Regions from separate parts of the Mus musculus genome. Here region 1 is linked to region 2. A link is a contact called in public Hi-C data. All regions are on one chromosome and are shown on one strand. Each heading gives the region's core, a stretch centred on a gene start, on an enhancer-like site or on the middle of the called end of the contact. The rest is flanking DNA. Distances are from core to core; before and after follow the strand shown.

What was found. Hi-C and Micro-C count contacts between places; a contact is called where the count stands out from the background.
Region 1: a contact with region 2 is called in a Hi-C map of cortical neurons, with 2.8 times the contacts expected there. The contact joins two enhancer-like sites. A contact is called at or near these places in 1 of 15 datasets of contacts at CTCF or cohesin (embryonic stem cells) and 5 of 484 Hi-C or Micro-C datasets (the N1E-115 cell line, cerebellum, cortical neurons and 2 more).

Annotation. Positions count from the first base shown.
Region 1 is chr16:89,941,905-89,945,729 of GRCm38.p6, reverse strand. All of the region lies in intron 2 of Tiam1 (T cell lymphoma invasion and metastasis 1), which reads left to right. Among named protein-coding and RNA genes, the nearest start is that of Tiam1, 17 kb to the left of the region's middle. Within about 2 kb of position 1,504, at least 43 of the 459 cell types and tissues checked have an H3K27ac peak or open chromatin away from gene starts, as enhancers often do. A contact at or near this core is called in cortical neurons, where this site is marked.
Region 2 is chr16:89,771,833-89,775,402 of GRCm38.p6, reverse strand. No RefSeq gene overlaps it. Among named protein-coding and RNA genes, the nearest start is that of Gm52239, 21 kb to the left of the region's middle. Within about 2 kb of position 1,397, at least 66 of the 459 cell types and tissues checked have an H3K27ac peak or open chromatin away from gene starts, as enhancers often do. A contact at or near this core is called in cortical neurons, where this site is marked.

The DNA of each region.
Region 1 (3,825 bases), core at 255-2,754, 170 kb before region 2:
GGGCAGGGCATTGAGTTCTTCTGGTAATAAGAGGCCAGAGCGCTGGGCCTGTTATTTTCAGGGATTTTCATGGAGATCCCTGAGGCTTGGGCTCAAGGAAGAAAGTTGGGTGTGGTGTAATAGAGGCCTTTTGAGGGCTCTGGTCTAAGGGAGTCCAACCCGATTCAAGTGTTAATAGGCTCCGGAGTTGAGGGTAGACCAAGCAACTTCCTCGTTTGGACCACTGCTCCCAGCCGTCCATGTCTCTGAGCACTGATTACATTTTGTTATTGCGCACAGAACCAGATCCTCCGGTGCCATTGGGTCTGTGTTAATAAAGTTTAAGCTTCTCCAGGCATAAGCCCCTGTCTTTATAGTTGGTAAGAAAAGGGCTTTCATCATTTGAGGGGAGTTAGTTGAGGAATTCTGTAAGGAGTTCAAGGATGGATGAAAAATGCTTGAAGATAATCCACAGCTCTCTGAAGCCCAGTGTCCCTGTACCTTCCGATTGGCGAGCCGTCCCCTCCACCCTCGTCCGCCTCGCCCCTTCCAGCTCCAGGCGTGCAGCTGATCCTTCTCCACTGCACACGTCTCTTTCTGATTCTGGCAGCCGACTGGAAAGTTAACCTTCTCTCAGGAGCCTCATCTGAAATCACAGCCTGAAAACATGTGGTAGATGTCGGATGCCTTCAGAAATACAAACCTGGGGCTTTTTGGCATCTGACCTGGCTCGTCTGTTTTAAGTGGTGTGTAGTAAACTTGTCCGCAGATGTTAGTGGACCGGTCTGCTTTGAACAAAATAATAATAACGTTCACATCTGGCCCCCCTTTCATCTAGTGATCTTAAAACCCCAAGTGCGTCTTAATTGCCGGAAGGTAAGAAGGGCTAGAGGAAAATCACTGTAATAACGGCAGCAGAGACCATGGGGGGACGGCCTTTGGGGCCAGCAGAGTGACAATGACAAGCATTCTGCACCCCACCTTGCCTTTCATCTGGCCATAGAGGTTCTCTGCAAGTGTTGCCTGGTGAGAATGCCTTAGCAGACAGGTGCAGAGTGCCCTCTCACCCCAGCTTGTTAGCACTGTCCCCTCAGATGGCTTCTTCTGTTTTCTGCTTCCTCTGCGACCTCATGGGGAGTTCTGTGGCGAGGACTGGGGATGATGCCATGGCTAGTGAGGAAATTTGGTTTTCTTTCCAATCCTTTTGGTTTGATATTCAGGTAGGTAGGCAGCGCCTTTGAAATATCAGCTGCCGGTCCAGCTGCTAATAAGTGATTTTTAGTTAGTAGCCTGAGGCCTCCCTTGTACCCAGATGCCCTCCCTCCGGAACGCATCCCCTGTAAGTCGGGATAATAGAACAAGCTGGAGAGAGCCATTCCTTTCCCACAAAGGAGGCACGGGGCTTTGTCCATCAGCAGAGTCAAGCAGCACAAAAGCCATTGGGAAGTGGACCAGTCCTGTCCTGTCGTTAGCTGTGGGAAGTCCAGCTGTGGGCTGGTGGGAGGGGAGCTGGGCTCTTCCCTTTGAGATCAAGGGCTGCTGCCTGACAAGTGGAGAAAAGCACTTGGCAGGGAGTGAAGCGTATGCACACAGCTCAGAGGAGTGGGATGCTTGGGTTTTTAAACAGAAAACCTTTAGCTCCATTTACAGAACTCCCTAGCAGCTGTAGCAAGTGTGCTGTTGGTTTCACAACATAATATTCCCCTTCTTGACGGTGGTGTGTGGAAGCAAGCTACAGGAAGTATTGGAAAGGCAGGCTCTTCAGTGCTCCGGCGGATTCCTGTTTATTCTCAGTCTTCAGGGCACTAAAGGCAGACATGTATCTGTTAGCATAGGTACACGGTGGGTGAATGCTTGTTATTTTGGTTGGAGGTCCCTCCGGGACACAAGCACACTCTGTGACAAGACTGTTCTCTGAGTGTTATTGTCACATTGGTGTATTGCTCATCCCAATTTCCTTGTGCTGTGGGGGCCTCTGTTGGTGGGTTAAATAAATTAGAATGTCCCTTAAATAAATCTAGAGCAAGCCTAGAAATCTAGTCTTTGGGTAGTGAAATAAGTAGTCCCCTCCTTGCCCTGTGTTTTCTTCTCGAGCAGTCCCTTTGCTCCGGTCGATGTGGGGGAGGGGGCGAGGATGGACACTGTTGGGGACCGACTCAGAAGGTCAGGCACAGTGACAACGTGCCTTCACCAGCAGTGAGCCATCTCTAGCCTCGAGCCGGTGTTTATGCAGTACAGCTCACTTTAAAAATTCTCTCGTGGAGTGTTTGAGGGACACAGAAAAACACAGGGCGCCTCGAAATTTCAGAGGACAGAGTCTGCTGGAGGCCCAGATGCAGGCCCAAGGGCCCCTATGGAACGCGGTTTGTCCCATCTCTTTTTGCAGTTCTTTTTTGTAATCCCCGTCTCTCAGCAGTGACCCTCCGAGGTCACTTTCTATTCACAGTTCTCTATGGGATGAGGCCCCGTGAGGACGAAGGCACTGTCATCCCTTGTCACTGCACATCAGGGGTGATCCTGCTGAGCCCCGACTCCGTGTACCCCCAGTGTCATTTCCTGGCTCCTTATTATTTCAGAGACTCTTCAACTCCAGCATCCTTGGTGGAGGACACTCTTTAAAACCGTCTTGACTAATATTTTTTGACTACACTTAGAAGTATAAAGTAAACAGTATGCTGAACTATTTTTTTTTTTTTGGCATGGTAAAATATGCCCAACATAAAATTAGCCATTTTAAATGAGTGGCTGTGCAGTTATTAGCACAGCTTTCACCATCCCAGACAGAATTGTTTCGTTGGGCAATCCTATCCCACTTCTTATCCTCCACCCAACCTGCCCCAGGCCCTGCGAACCTCCGTCTTACATTGACTTTGCGAGCTTACTATAGTGGAAGCTGTGCGTGTCCTATTTCACTTAACACCCTGCCTCCAAGGCCCATCCATACCGTGGCATGGCTCAGAGACCTTGGTAGAATCACATTTTCTAATATGTCGAGATTTTGCTTTCTTTATCTGTGTCCACTTCCTGGCTGCTGTGAACACCAAGGCCAAACTGTCAAGAAGGACTAAAGACAGTCCTGTTATAAAATGGGTCGTGCACTTGAGTTTTCATTTCCCCAGAGGGCATACATACATACCTGTGGCCGAATAAGCATGCCCCATGACGGAAAATACACCCTATATCATGAACGATTTAAAAAGTGCCAGTCAAAATGACAGTGAGATACTATTCATAATCACTACAGTGGTGGCTTTTCCCTCACCATATAACTCTGCCTGAATTCCCACCCTGCTTCCCGGAGAAAGAATCTCAGTCTGTAGATCTGCCTGGCCTGGAACTCACAGAGACCCGTCTGTGTAACCTCCCAGGTTACAGGATTAAGGCCGTGCACTGCCATGCCTGGCTACATGGTAAATCTCTATGGATACTGTGTCACTATGATAGCGATGCGTGTGGAGTCAGAGGGCAACCTTGTGGGCTCAGTTCCCTCCCCCCACCTTCGCATGGTCCTGGGGCTGAGTGAACTTAGCTTAGATTGTTTGCCAGCACTGTGCCAAACAATCCATCCTGCCAGCCTGGTGTGCATGCGTGTGCTCATGTGTGTGTGTGTATTTTTGTTTCTAAACTGGAAAGTAACAAGTGTTGTTACGGGAGTGGGGAAGCTGGAACCCATGTGTACTTTGGTAAGACTGTAAGAGGGCAGTTACTCGGCAAAAGTTTGGTAGCTTCTCAGAATGGAGAACCCAGGGCCACCACACAGCACAACCTATACCCATGGAAGCGCTCCCCAAAGAGCGGAGAACAGGGATCCCAGTACATACTTGTAAATCAGTTGATTGCCTTCTG
Region 2 (3,570 bases), core at 148-2,647:
AATTAAAACAATGGGAACCCTGCTTAGTTATTCTTTAGCATTCTTCAGAATGTACCCAAAAAGGCATCCTTCTTCAGCAGATTCAAATTACCCTGTAGCCATAAAACATCCCCTTGAGACATATTTCCTAGTGTTTATAAATAGTTTTCTTGAGTGTTCTTCACAATAAAGTCCCTAAGCATTTGCTGAAGAAGTGGGTTCCAATACATTTGACCATTTTGATATTGACAACGCAAAGGAGCCCTCTCTCTCTCTCTCCCTCTCTCTCTCTTCCTCTCTCTCGCTCTCTCTCCCTCTCTCTCTCTGGCATCCATATCATGCATTTCAAAACTCCTTGTTCTCATCTTTCATTCATCTCTCTTCAACTATCCAGTCGATGCATGTGCCCAATACCCCTATCTTCAAATGAGAGGAGAGAAAAAGGGCTCGTAAGAAATGGAAGCTTAGCCGGGCATGGTGGCACACGCCTTTAATCCCAGCACTCGGGAAGCAGAGGCAGGTGGATTTCTGAGTTCGAGGCCAGCCTGGTCTACAAAGTGAGTTCCAGGCCAGCCAGAGCTATACAGAGAAACCCTGTTTCGAAAAACCAAAACCAAACCAAAACACACACACACAAAGAAATGGAGGCTTTTGCCGGCAGTGATGGAGGAAGACCACCCAGAGATACAATACCGCTCAGCAAATGCGCATATCAAACCAGAACGTGCTTCCATTGGCTATAACAGGACCTGCCTGTTATATGCGAACCCGGCTTCTTTCAAACAACAAAGGGAATTTCTAGTCTCTAAGAAGGCTAAGTTAGTGTTTCTTTTACGGGTTTATCCGTGTAGGATGGATAACAGCATGCTGCGTGGGAAGCCTTTCTCCCAAACAACTACGTGAACCCTGCCTGCCCCCTGGTGGAGATCTGTAGGATAGTCCTAGATTTCTCTGCCGGTGAAGAACTGAAGCTAGCTTAGCAATTAGGCAGCGAGGGTCCAGTGCTGAGAGAGCCAACAGAGCAAGAAGCATCAGACTTTGGCGGGAATCTGCCCCCGCCCCCAAGGTGGTCCTGGAGCCTCTTGCTTTGGGTTAAGATGGGAACGTCGCTGTGTTTAAAGGCATGCAGTTGATTGTAATGTGCCAGTTGGATTCAATTTCCCTCGAAAATCCATCGTTTAACTGAAACCCTGGCAGCGAAGTGCTCGGCACTGGTGTTTGCTTTAATGCAGTAAGGAAGTTTTAGGGATCCTCACGAGTTGGCTGCTGCTGCTATAACTGGACGAACCATGGATTTGCCTGATTTTGGAGGGAGTGAGAGGATCGTGTTCTGCCTCTCCCCACCCCTGCCCCTTTGCTTTGGTCCAACATAACCCGGTTGGCTTCAGGCAGGTCCCTCCAAATTGTGCGCGAGGACGCCTCTCTGGTGCCCCCTCGTGATGGATCCACGAAGTGCCGCATCGTATTTAGAACTTGGAAGGATCCAGGCTGCAATTCCCTTTTTCCCTCTCACTCTAAAGAAGCGTCTGTCTGGGCTCACATACCTGCGCAGTTGGGCTTGTCTAGGGTTCAGCTTTAGGGTAGGTGCTGGGAAGACGGCTCAGGGTTTAGGAGCACTCAACGCTCTTCCAGAGGACCCAGGTTCGTTTTCCAGCACCGGCTTGGTGGTTGGCAATAGACTGTCACTCCAGTTCTGAGGACGATGGTACATTCTGGGTTCTTCAAGCACAGCATGCACACGGTGCACAGACAGATCTGCAGGCAAAGCACCCATATACATAAAATAAGTATTGAGGAGCAAGTCTCTGGTGATTGACAGCACACGCATCGACGGAACTCTCAGGGTAGCGTCTGCTCATCTCTATTTCCAGTCCTAACACTCGCCCCAAGGATTGGAGACGTAGACCTATGCCCCGAGATTGAGCAATTAGCTGCATCCGTGAAGTAAGTGAACAGGATGGTGATGCTGAGGACGGGGCTGGGTGCCCGTCAGGGGTGGGCTCCACTGGCGTGTGCAGAGGAATCCTTTAAGATGATTTGGTGAAAGGGCACGGAGTAGGGGGCGCATGAGGTGAGGTTGGATGACGCTGGGGAATTGCATCTCCAGTTTTGACCCAGAGTTCACCGTGGTGCTGTCACATTTAGAAAAGCTGTGACTCTGGTATGGACCGCACCAAGCGCCAGAGAGAACTGACAAGCTGGTGAGGACGGTGTGGATGCTAATGGACCGCATGGGAGCGGGCATCCTCACATGAAAGATGCTGATGAGGGGCATGGGAATCGGCGTCCTCACGTGAAAGATGCTGCCTGTGGTGTGGGAAAGAGAGCTCAGCCAGCGGATGCATACATTTGTGAGTGTGTGTTGTGAGTTCCTGTGTGTGCTGTGAGTTCATGTGGTGTCGCGCCCACCTCGGCCGGCAAGGAAGACACAACACGGTCGGATTCTTCTCAACAGCCTTTATTGCAGGAACACCTTGATGCTGCTACGGGGACCCCGGGAACCCAGGGAGGTCTGCTTATATGCACCCCAGCACAGGGAAAGGCTTCGTGTCCTCCTGGGATTGGTCAGTCTGTCGATGCCTAATTAGCATGCACCTGCTCGGGAGGGGTTGGCGCCAATCTCTGGTTTACACCTGCGCTGATGTTGTTTATGACAACGGCACACCAGAAACCTGCGCCATCTTAGAGTTGGCTTCCTACAATGTGGGTATTGTGAGTTTGTGTGTATATGTATGTTGTAAATTTGTGTTGTGTGTTGTGAACTCATATGTGTGTTGTGAGTTCATTTGTGTGTGTGTTGTGAATTCATATGTGTGTTGTGAGTTCATTTGTGTGTGTGTTGTGAATTTGTATGTTGTGAGTTCATGTGTGTTGTGAGTTCATATGTGTGTGTCCTATTCTGGGAGTAGTGGAAATACAGGAGTTTTAGTAAAGTTACCTACTTTAGAAATGTCATTCATTCGCTGTGGGACAATTTTGAGGAACAATATTTGTGTTACTAGTTTTGACAAATGACATCTTGCCAATGAAGTTATTACTTCATAGGCACCACTTTCAGCAAGTGATATTGGAACTTTGTAAATTAAGAGTCTGTGAATTGGAGTCTGTTTGGGGCTCCTGTGGGGGCGTCTCCCTGAAGTAGACATGGCAGGTGAGTGGGTATGTACCTGGGACAGAATTTCATTTCCAGGGCAGCAATAATCTCATCACCAAACCATCCTGCCTCTCATCACTTATTAGGTAGGGTGTTGAGCCAAGCTTCCTGGCCTCTAATTCACCATCACCAGGTCTTACAGAGCTCACAGTTCCTGGGCCCTAGGCTCTTTCCACTTTAGGTGCTGAGAAACAGCTTCTCCAGTAGCCTCAGAGGAAAAAAACCCAAAACCAAAACAACAACAACAACAACAAAAACAGTCCAGAGGGCCGGACATGGTGGTGCCCAGTTGTAATCCAAAAACTTGGGAGATGGAGGTAGGAGGAGTTTAAAGCCAGCCTGGGCCGCATGGGTTCCTATAGCAGGCAGGCAAGTGAAGCAAAACTACTGTTGTAGTTATGGTTTCTACTGCTGTGACAAAACACCATGACCAAAAA